Regions from separate parts of the Pan troglodytes genome. Here region 1 is linked to region 2. The links are chromatin contacts, called in public Hi-C maps. All regions are on one chromosome and are shown on one strand. The core of a region is the stretch at or near the end of the contact, and the rest is flanking DNA. Distances in the headings are between cores, read along the strand shown.

Region 1 (4,898 bases), core at 160-2,659, 320 kb after region 2:
GCTGGCTATTACCTGTGTAGTTTATCCAGTGGTTACACTGACTGGAAGTGGTCTTTCTGGAGACGACATTGACTTTGAAATTACTTGCATTATCCAGTGATCAGCTCTGGTCATTGTGATCCTTTCCAAGCCATACATAATTTTGGGTTTTGCTGTGGCTGCTGACCAGCATCTCTGTTTAAGAGACTGAGCTTTGTGCTAGAGATTCTAGTTTTGATGCGTTTCCTAGGCACGCCCACTTCTCCAGTAGAAAGCTAGGAGTGAGTCCCTCACCTAGCTGATCCTTGTGAAGATAAACAGTTCTCTCCATTTGTGTTTAGTGACAAGTATGTTCGTTAAAATATCACGAAGCCTTCACAAGATGTTCTACTAACTAGTTCGAGACACAGCTTGTATACTGTGCACTGAATGAGTTTGCATAGGTTGTTACATAGATTATCATACACCTATAATAAATAGAGTGTGGAAAACACTGCTAAAAAGTTTCAATGAGGACCAGGTGCAGTGGCTCACACTTGTCATCCCAGCACTTCGGGAGGCTGAGGCAGGAGGATCGCTTGAGCCCAGGAATTCAAGGCTGCAGTGAGCTATGATTACACCACTGTACTCTAGCCTGGGCAACAGTGATACTCTGTCTCAAAAAAAATAAAAATAAAAATTCATTGAGTTTAAGAGGGGTTTTTTGTATGGTTACAAAAAAAAGCAGTTTAATTCCTTTACTCTTATGAGCCATTTATTTGGTTCTTCAAACATGTAGAGGCCAAAAAGGCACTGTTTCTTTAGGTTAAAAAAATGGGCAAAAAATCTGATTTTACATTTCTTTTCTCAAAAATTATTCACTAATTATTAACAGCAAATGCTGCGTCTCCTGGAGTCACCAGGCGCCGAGCGTTGTGTGTGTTTCACCCGCGTGGCATTTTCATTCTCATTTCATGTATTTGAAAGCTGGGGCTCCGTACAGTTATGACATTGACCCAGAGTCACTCAGATTGCAAATGACAGAGCCAGGGTGTGAACCCAGATAGGTCAGCCTCAGCCTGAGTGTCTCTAACTCTTCAGGTTAACAGCCTTCTCCGGATACCAAAGCAGCACTAAACCATCTATTCAGCTGTGCGGGCACCTGTGTGGGATAGAAGGGGCTGAGGGATCCTGCTGCCACATTGATAACTATCGCTGGAACCAGGGTCTGAAACCGAGTCAGACTGACCCTGAAACCTATTTGCCTGACCATTTTACTCCCACACCTCGGGCTATCTTGTAAAGGAAGGGTTAAAGAATACATGATGCAACCTCCTGAAACAGGCAGCCTAGGAACTTTGACCCACACACTCAGCCCCGATCTCTGTGGCCACCTCTGTGATCCAGACGGCCGCTTGGGGACAGCAGAGGCTCAGGGGCAGTGAAAAGCAGTACCGGGGCTGGAGATGAAAGAGCCAATTCTCCATTCTTCTGTGAGTCCCCGGAGATGAACACTGTGAACTTGTTCCCAGTCTCTGTGTCTCGTGCCAGCAGCCCTCCCCTCCCCCTTCCAAGGACAAGTCCACCCCCGGAGGATTTGCCCCTGGAAATGGGTCCTCATGGACAGGGGAGAATCAGAGATTATTTGCTTGAGGTGGCAAAAAAAAAAAAATACAGACACATCTCCGGCCAACCCTTTTTATAGATGTATTTTTGTTTTTTACAAACCAAATAGCAGAGTTTGATTATTAGTACGGTAGTTTGGGGTTTTTTCTCATCATTAACAACTTAGTTACTATAAATGTGTTTTAACTCACGGGGAAAAAGTCCAGCATACCATAAAACCTGAGTCCCACCCAGCCAGCTCGGAATGGAAGGCTTCCAAGGCCCGGGAGGCGCTCTCTATCAAGTTGCTGATTCGGGAGATAGCAGTGAATCGGGGTTCCACCACGCCCCCAGAATACTATTCACAGCAGCTTTGTCATTGACCGTTCTCCCTTTTGGACGAGATCTGAAACTTCCAATCACTTCCGATCCTAATAGCGTTACCTCTCTTAGGTAGGGTGTAAGGATTCTTAGTCAAATTTCAACTCAAGTAGGTTACCTAGGAACATTCTTAGGGCTTAACCTACTTAGTTCTTCTTGCGGTTTCAGTTGAAAGTGATAGACTCTTCCAGGCTCTTTGTGTTCCACTGTCCGGTGGTGAAATCACTGCTATCTCTCCCTCCTTAGAGAGCCCACTGCTTCCCACCAATGAGTTCAGTAATTTTTCTTGCCCATTTCCGCAAATTTGTGTTCATAAAATCAGCTGATGGATGAAAGTTACTGAAGAAATTGCTAACAATTTCGAGGCTTTCCTTAAATTGATAGTTTGTTTTACTTTATTCTAGTTCTCAGTGGAAACAAAAGGCAAGAATGATCTTTGGAATATTCTGTTTACAAAATCAACCCAAACAAGATATAGATGAGACTCATTGTCTTCCTCCAGAATAACAATCGCCTTTAATTTCTGTGCTGCTGAAACAGTCACAAGAGTCATGATAGATCCAGAAAGAGACCCTTGGTGCTTCATGTGGTATCTTTCTTTAGTACGGGTCTCTTTTACATTCAGCAGGTTTCATTAGAAAAAAGAATTTCAAAGTATTTCATTAACAAAATTGAGAAAATGCGTATTTAAACATTGACATCCTTATGAAAGAGTAATTTGTTACATAAATGTGGCATTTTCACCTATGTTACCTCATTCAATCTTCAGAACTAATCTTAAGTTGCAATTTCACAATTTTATAGACAAGGAAATGGAAACTCATAGATGTTAATTCACTCGTTCCGGGCCACGGAGGTGTACTTTTTAGAGCATAGTCTTATTTAATGGTCTTGACTCTAAGTCCAAAATAGAGGCCTCCACTTTGCTGAGCACCAAAAGAGCGGGAGATGAGTCAGTGTGTGAGTCCCAAGAGGAAGAGAATCTGCGGGTCCTTAGCAGTTAAGGAAGCGTCATGAAACATTTCTTGAAGAATGGATAGGATTTAAATAGTTTAGAAGATGCCGTCTTGAAACTATGTGGGTGATCCAGGTTGCATGAGCAACAAATATTTGTTGGACAATTGAAGAGTGAATGAATGAGGACGGAGGGTGTCTGAGATCAGGAAAATGATCTGGGAAGGTATGAAGGCAAACATTCCCACGACGTGTTCAGGGAACAATGACTAGGAGCCACTGGCTCTAAGAGAGTGTCCATCTGGACAAGTAGAGAGAGATGGACTGCCATGGGTGCTCTGGGGGCTCGAAGGGCATGGAAGGGCATGGAAGGCCAGGCTAAAAAGTGTTGATTTTGCCTTACAGATTAGGTCAGGTCTTCATTGCTTTTGACTAAGGAACTTTATCCTGAAGACAAGATCATGGGAAATCATTGACAACTTGTAGGACATGATATGACCAAACTCAGTGTTTTAGAAAGATGAGCAGGGAGTGAAGCACAAAACAGATGAAGAGTGTGTGTTGACTCTGGTTTTAGGAACTCACCCTGTGCCTCTCTAAAGCTTCTGTCAGCTCTTCCCATCAGTGGGAAGCAGATTTAGAGGCCAAGCTGCCTAGAAGACATAGGGTTAAAGAAAAAAAAAAAGGAAGAAAAAGAAATGCACCTTTAAAATTTCCCAACCTTGATTTATACCTACAGAGATGTATGTGTGGTCACTCCTTTTATTAGGGTTTTTAAGCTAATCAGTAGGCTTGACTAAAGAATTGTAAAACTTTCACTACAAGAAAAATTAAAAGAAGTCATTTCCTGTATCTAAAATGATCACGTATACTTCTGAAATTAGGAAAACGCAGGCCAATGATAAAAATATAACTGTAACGAAACTGTAGGTTTTTTACTGATTGTATTACACAATATTTCTTTTTGGATTCTTAATACAAAGCAATGCAACACTGATTTGGTTTAAAGTAAAATATGGAGAGATTCTTGTCCTGTAGGAAGCTCATCACTCTAATGGGTGTCTTACTCACTGGAACAGTATTTTGGCTGTACTGGAGCACATCGAAAGGAATGAGATTTAGCTTTGCCAAACTTCCACTGTGAAAGAGTTTGCTATAACAGTGTTTTATTTTATTCTTATTGAACTTCAGCCAGTTGAAAATAGAATCTCCTCACCATCCTTTTAAATTAGCCTTAAGCTGCAGATAAAAGACAAAAATCAATGTGCAAATTTAGCTCCTTGTGCTCGGTTCCTTAAGAAATTTACCCCGGTGCTAATATGCAGGATGCATAGATAATAGAACATAGAGTAACTGGAAGTTTTAAAGTAGCATTTCTTGTTCAGTTTAGGTCTACTTAAGAGTCTGGTAAATCCTGTACATAAATTGTTTCTTTAATGCTACATTAAAGACAGTGCATCTCTTTATACTGTCCATACTAGCACAGTAACACTGCCCCTGATAACATTTCATGTGGCCATGACAAATTATGGTGAAATTTTCAGTGTCCAATTGGAATGGAAATTGCTAGAAAAAAGCGGTGCCTAAATAATGGTGCAATTCTATTTATTCCATTTCACTAAGAATTACTAAGGGCTTCGAAAACCCAAATCGAAAAAGGAAGCACATAAACAATGTTCGTATTGGCCATACTAGCTTGAATGTCTCTAATTGTTCTAAGTGGTACAGGTGCTATGAGCTCCTAAGAATATCCCTGTGTTTAAGAGGAGTTAACTCAGAGCCTTGGGTTGCTTGCTGTCCTGCCGCACTGCACGAGAAAGGTTAGCAACATAAAGAAATGCAACTTTGCCTACTTCAGGCATTAATATAAAGAAACCTACGTACAGGCACCCAGAGACACAAAAAGAGAGAGAAAGCTCACCATTCTTGGAAAAGGCAGTTCTGCAGGCTCCACAAACAAGTACACCAGTGAATGGGAATGATAAGAGGAGAACAATTTG
Region 2 (5,132 bases), core at 1,598-4,097:
GACTATATATAGTATCCTGCGCATAGTAAGCATTCAGTAATGTTTGTGGAATTTAATTTTGTCAAAGCACACATTTTTTATTTGTGAAAGTCCATGAGTAGCTAATGATCTATTAAGCTGGGAACAGAAACTTCTACCTGCATAGTTCCACAAAAGAAAACCATCTGTGTGTTTGTTTAACCAGTAGAATTGAAAGATGTTTTGACTTTGCTCCAGGAATTAGAGTTCCATGTGACCTCCAGATAATGCTCTCTGACACATAATCAGGCCTCATAGAGAAGGAATTAAAAAGCAAGCATTACAGATCCTACATTATTATTATTATTTTTTGGTTTGAGACTGACTTTATTTCTCTCCAAAAAGAAATTAAAGCAAATATTTGTGTATGCAGTTTTAAAACCTATATTTGTTTTGATAGATGGTGTAACTGACATTCATTGGTATGTACGCATGAGAGTATGACTAAAAAGGCCTCTGTACGGCTAGTTATAAACCTTTCAGTTTAGTCTGTGGCTGTACCAGCTAGGCCTACTATGAATTGTGTTTGATTCCGACTTCACCTAAATGAGCCTGATGACACGTGTGAAAAGCCCCACTTCGCTGGTTTTAGCACAGCTGTCCCTTCAGCAGACCGTGACTTGCCATTGAATTTCACATGGGTGGTCCCTTTGGAGGTGCACAGAGTCCGAAAAGCGTTTCTTCCGCCCTTTCTCTTACCACCGTATCCTTGCGCTCTTACTAGAGCAGCCGCTGCAGCAGCATCGCTTCTACGCTGTGCCCTGCGAGCGCACCTGGCTTGGTCGCTGCTGAAGTGGCTGAATCTTAGGAGCAGAGGACTCCCCACGCAGTCTCATGTGAACCATGATTCCTTCGTTCACTCCCAGCCCTGCTGTTAACTAGCTGTGTGATCTTGAGCAAGCTGTTGCTGCCTTCTCAGACTCGGCGTAAGCTGGAGATAATGCCCAGCGCTGACACCTGGTAGAGCTGTTGTAAGGATTAGGTGGAGGAGTGCCTGTAAAACACTTAGCACCCTATCTGGCACACAAAAAGAACACAGTACATGATGATCGTGTTATAATTGTGATTGATGACACTGATGAAATTAGTAGGAAAAGTCTCTGTCAGCCCTTCAGGCCTTCAGTTTAGACTAATTCCTAATCTTATAGAGACTCTTCTTTTTTGCGTATCAGAGATGTAAGTATTGTAAATGTGTCTTAAATTATATCTTATTATCTGATGAAGGAATTATTATAGCCATCTGTCTTAAACTGTTATTCTAAGAAAAAAAAATGGAGAAAGAAGAAATACAGAGTGAGGGACTTAAAAATATTGAAATGGCTTTCAAAATAAAATAATCCCAAAATATGGTACGAGACAACAGAGAGATCAGAGAAGCAAATAGCCAGGAAGAAGCTCTCCTGTCAATTTGAATGTAACTTATGACAAGGGACATGGGAATAGATACCCCCAATCGTCCCAGCGGCGTGTGTTCCCACCCCAGCTTCCCAGCGCCCCAACTCCCTGCTTCTGGGAAGTTTAGTCATGTTTTCTCCACTGGAGATGCCTCCATAGGGCGTAGCAGTTCCTGGAGCACAGTGGACACTGGGTGGGAGACAGGTGATTTAACTGGCCTTCCTTGGGCACCAGTGAACAGATGTTGTTGCTAGTCAGTTATGGCCCCTTCTCACGGAGTCCAGGTTCAGGTTCTGCCCCTCATTTCTCAGACAGCGTCCCAGGCCACCTCCACCCATGCCGGACTTTATGCCTTCCTTGACCGGGAGGGCCACTTATCCTTGTTCAGGTCCAAAGCTGCGAGTTTGAGTTTTGTTGTTGTTGTTATTATTGTTGTGTTTAGAGACTTGGTCTGGCTCTGTCACCCAGGCTGGAGTGCAGGGGTGTGATTACAGCTCACTGCGGCCTCGAACTTCTAGGATCAAAAGAGATCCTCCCACCTCAGCCTCCCGAGTAGCTGGGACTACAGTAGCGTGCCACCATGCCCGGTAATTTTTTAAATTTTTTGTAGAGATAGGGTCTCACTCTTTTGTCCAGTCTGGTCTTGAACTCCTGGCCTCAAGCTATCTTCCCACTTCGGCCTCCCAAAGTGCTGGGATTATAGGCATGAGCCACCGCACCTGGCCTAAAAGTGCATTGTGCATATAGCCGTGGAAGTGCTGAATTGTATTGTTATCAGGTACTTTAATAGTGATACATTTAACCGGCTGTGTGGCCTTGGGAGAGTCATTTCAACATGATGAAGGTCCAAGCCCAGGAGATGATCAGAGAATCATCCCGAGTCTCCTGCAGCCCTGGAGCATCTTCTGGTAGCAAATAATATAAACAGGTATCTTAATAGGTGAGCGGCACGTCTCGAAGAAAAAAATCTCTCCACACAAATGGTAAAGGTCTTGAAGGAGCACCAGATCTGTAGCGCGTGCAGCACCACACTTTTCATATATGATGTGATTAGTGTAAATGAGTAGTTGATTTTGCTTCATAAGTCAAATGATGATTCTTTTACAAATAGCCGTTTGAATAATTCTTTACACCTGCTACTTAGCCATAGTTTTGCTGGAAGGATTGAGTTTTCTTCTGAAGACACAGCACTACTCTGAAGCTTATTTCCCCCTGAATTTTGTTTTTCCCATTTTTGGCTGAGAAGGCATCTGGAGTGACTCCAGCGGGTTTACCTAGGTTTTCCCTGAAGAGGTTTAGGTGATTAGACAATAACAGAAGGAAAAGTAGAGTTGCCAGTAGGTGGCTCACTGTGAATGTGCTTGGGACAGGATCAGACATGTCACCCCTCCTCCACTTAGCCTTTGTTTTCAATCCCTGCTGCTTTGAGCCTTTTTCTATAATGTCTGAGTCATTTGCAGGGGGGTGGGTAAAGAGGGGAGAAAGAAGAAAGCAAGCAAGCAACAGCCTTTGAGCTCCGGAATAGCAAAGGCCCCCATCTTGCTCCGAGAGTTCACAGAGTATAGCCCAGTCCGAGTTCTCTTTTCCATGCACACTTGCTTGTTCTTTTGTTCCTTGTGTCCTTGGCAAAGACTGAAAGAACTAAGCCTGTAATACTTGGGCCCTCCCGTGTCACTTAAGAAATAATAAGCCATTGTCCTCATTAAGCCACCCTTGTTTTAGCAAATAGAATCCAGATACTGGAGAGGGAACATTTTGAAGGGAGGCAGAATTAGAGTAGAGATGCTTTACAAAATTCCCTAGAGAAACTGCTTTGTTTCTCCTATTTTATTGCTCCTTACTGAGAAGATTCATATTCAAATGGGTTGGGGTTGTGAATAGTGGCTTGCACATTCTCATGCACCCAGGAAGGCTATGATTATGGCTAATTACAATGAAGAATGAAGCTCTAACAAGAGTGTTCCATCAGATTGTCATTCATGCATGAAGTAACTTAGGCTGGCCAATGGAGGTGTGATTTTGGTAATTACAAACAATGTGGCTATTTGAAAAATGCTTAGTAAATCTGTTCAAGACAAAATAAGGTCTAATTAATCACTTTAGCTCTGAATTCTCCAGATGATCCATTTGCTCTGTTTTTTTTTTTTAAATTTAAGGTCTCTTTAATAAACTAGATCTAAGATATAAAATATGTTCTTGTTGCCCACACTTAAATGCAACTGTGTTACCTGTTTCAAAGGCTTCTTAATTCTGCCAATCATGTTGCAACCTGCTTTTAATGCAACTTGACAGAAGGCTTTTAAAAATAAATGCGTGTATATTCTTCTTGTTACCTGACAAGAAAATGGTTTATGAAAAGTTACTGTAAAACATTAACTATTAATTTAGAAGCCATATTGGTATCATCATTGTGCTGACATATATTAACTCTTGAATATTCGGTGAATGTTGTGTTTAGCACTTAAGTAATGTCTAACTATATGTATTAGTTTGTTTTCACACTGCTATAAAGAACTACCTGAGACTGCATAATTTCTAAACAAAAGAGTTTTAATTTACTCACAGTTCCACATGGCGGGGGAGGCCTCAGGAAACTTAACAATCACAGTGGAAGGCAAAGGGGAAGCAAGGCATATCTTACATGGCAGCAGGAGAGAGATAGAGAAGGCGGAAGTGCCACACTTTTAAACCATCAGATCTCATGAGAACTCACTCGCTATTATGAGAACAGCATGGGGGAACTGCCCCCAAGATCCAGTCATCTCCCACCAAGTCCCTCCTTTGACCCATGGGTATAACAATTCAAGATGAGATTTGGGTGGGGACACAGAGCCAAACCAATCACTATATTATAGGGGAGAAAAAGTAATATATTTTCCTTACCTATCACAAGGTTCGTGGCTGAGACCCTTAGAGCAAAGGACAGAGTAACAAGAGAAAAACATCACATTTATTTAATAGAGGTTATGTGACGTGGGAGCCTTCAGAAATGGAGACCCAAAGAAACAGAGATGTGTGTACTTTTATGGACAGGCATGCAGAAGTAAGACTGGAGGATGAAATGGCATGCTCCGATCGGTACAAACTGGGGGCAACTCAGGGAGACCTGATTGCCCAGTTTCTTCTCCGTGTTCCTGAGTGACATTCCTTCCCTCCTGGTATAGGGCAGTACTCCTGTCACATGAGGTCTTCAGGGAAGAAGTGAGGCAGCAGGTCAAAGAGTGGCCTTCCCTGCGGTCATGGCCTGTTTTAGGGAAGAAGGGGTGGAGGGAATTCTAGTTTCCATGCCTACTTCAGGAGACAGAGGACAGGAGAAGTCACAGAGACCCTCCTGCTTCTGCGGCGTTTTCCGTTTTCTTGAGCTTAACACAGTACACAAAGGTGCTATATTTTGGAGTATCATGTTCTGAGCCCCAAAAATATTCTACCTTAAATAATTGGAGGCCTCCATGAAGGCACAATGATGACATAGGAACTTATGCCTCTCTATCATTTTTTTTTCAGTAGATGATTGAAGCGAAGCTGTTTTATGCTTGTCTCTTTTCCCATTTGCCATTTTTGTACCTTTGTTCTCTCACCTAAAAATAGACTAATAAATGGCCAGAGTTGTTGCAAGAAATGTACAATGATAAAAACATCTAATTATTGGTTTTAAATGCATCAATCTTCAATTTCTTTTAAATGTCTACTAGAATGAAATCTGCCCAACTATCTGAGGA

Evidence for each region. Hi-C and Micro-C count contacts between places; a contact is called where the count stands out from the background.
Region 1: a Hi-C map of stem cell-derived neural progenitor cells shows a contact between it and region 2, with 2.7 times the contacts expected there. The contact joins two enhancer-like sites. A contact is called at or near these places in 2 of 7 Hi-C or Micro-C datasets (induced pluripotent stem cells and stem cell-derived neural progenitor cells).

Annotation. Positions count from the first base shown.
Region 1 is chr5:175,266,887-175,271,784 of NHGRI_mPanTro3-v2.0_pri, forward strand. The region is part of intron 5 of PACRG (parkin coregulated); the gene reads left to right. LOC129144418 (a long non-coding RNA gene) reads right to left here. Exons shown (of 2, transcript XR_008548857.2): 1 at 4,820-4,898; 2 at 2,444-4,137. Among named protein-coding and RNA genes, the nearest start is that of QKI, 230 kb to the right of the region's middle. Within about 2 kb of position 1,410, at least 6 of the 24 cell types and tissues checked have an H3K27ac peak or open chromatin away from gene starts, as enhancers often do. A contact at or near this core is called in stem cell-derived neural progenitor cells, where this site is marked.
Region 2 is chr5:174,946,959-174,952,090 of NHGRI_mPanTro3-v2.0_pri, forward strand. All of the region lies in intron 3 of PACRG (parkin coregulated), which reads left to right. Among named protein-coding and RNA genes, the nearest start is that of PRKN, 130 kb to the left of the region's middle. Within about 2 kb of position 2,848, at least 19 of the 24 cell types and tissues checked have an H3K27ac peak or open chromatin away from gene starts, as enhancers often do. A contact at or near this core is called in stem cell-derived neural progenitor cells, where this site is marked.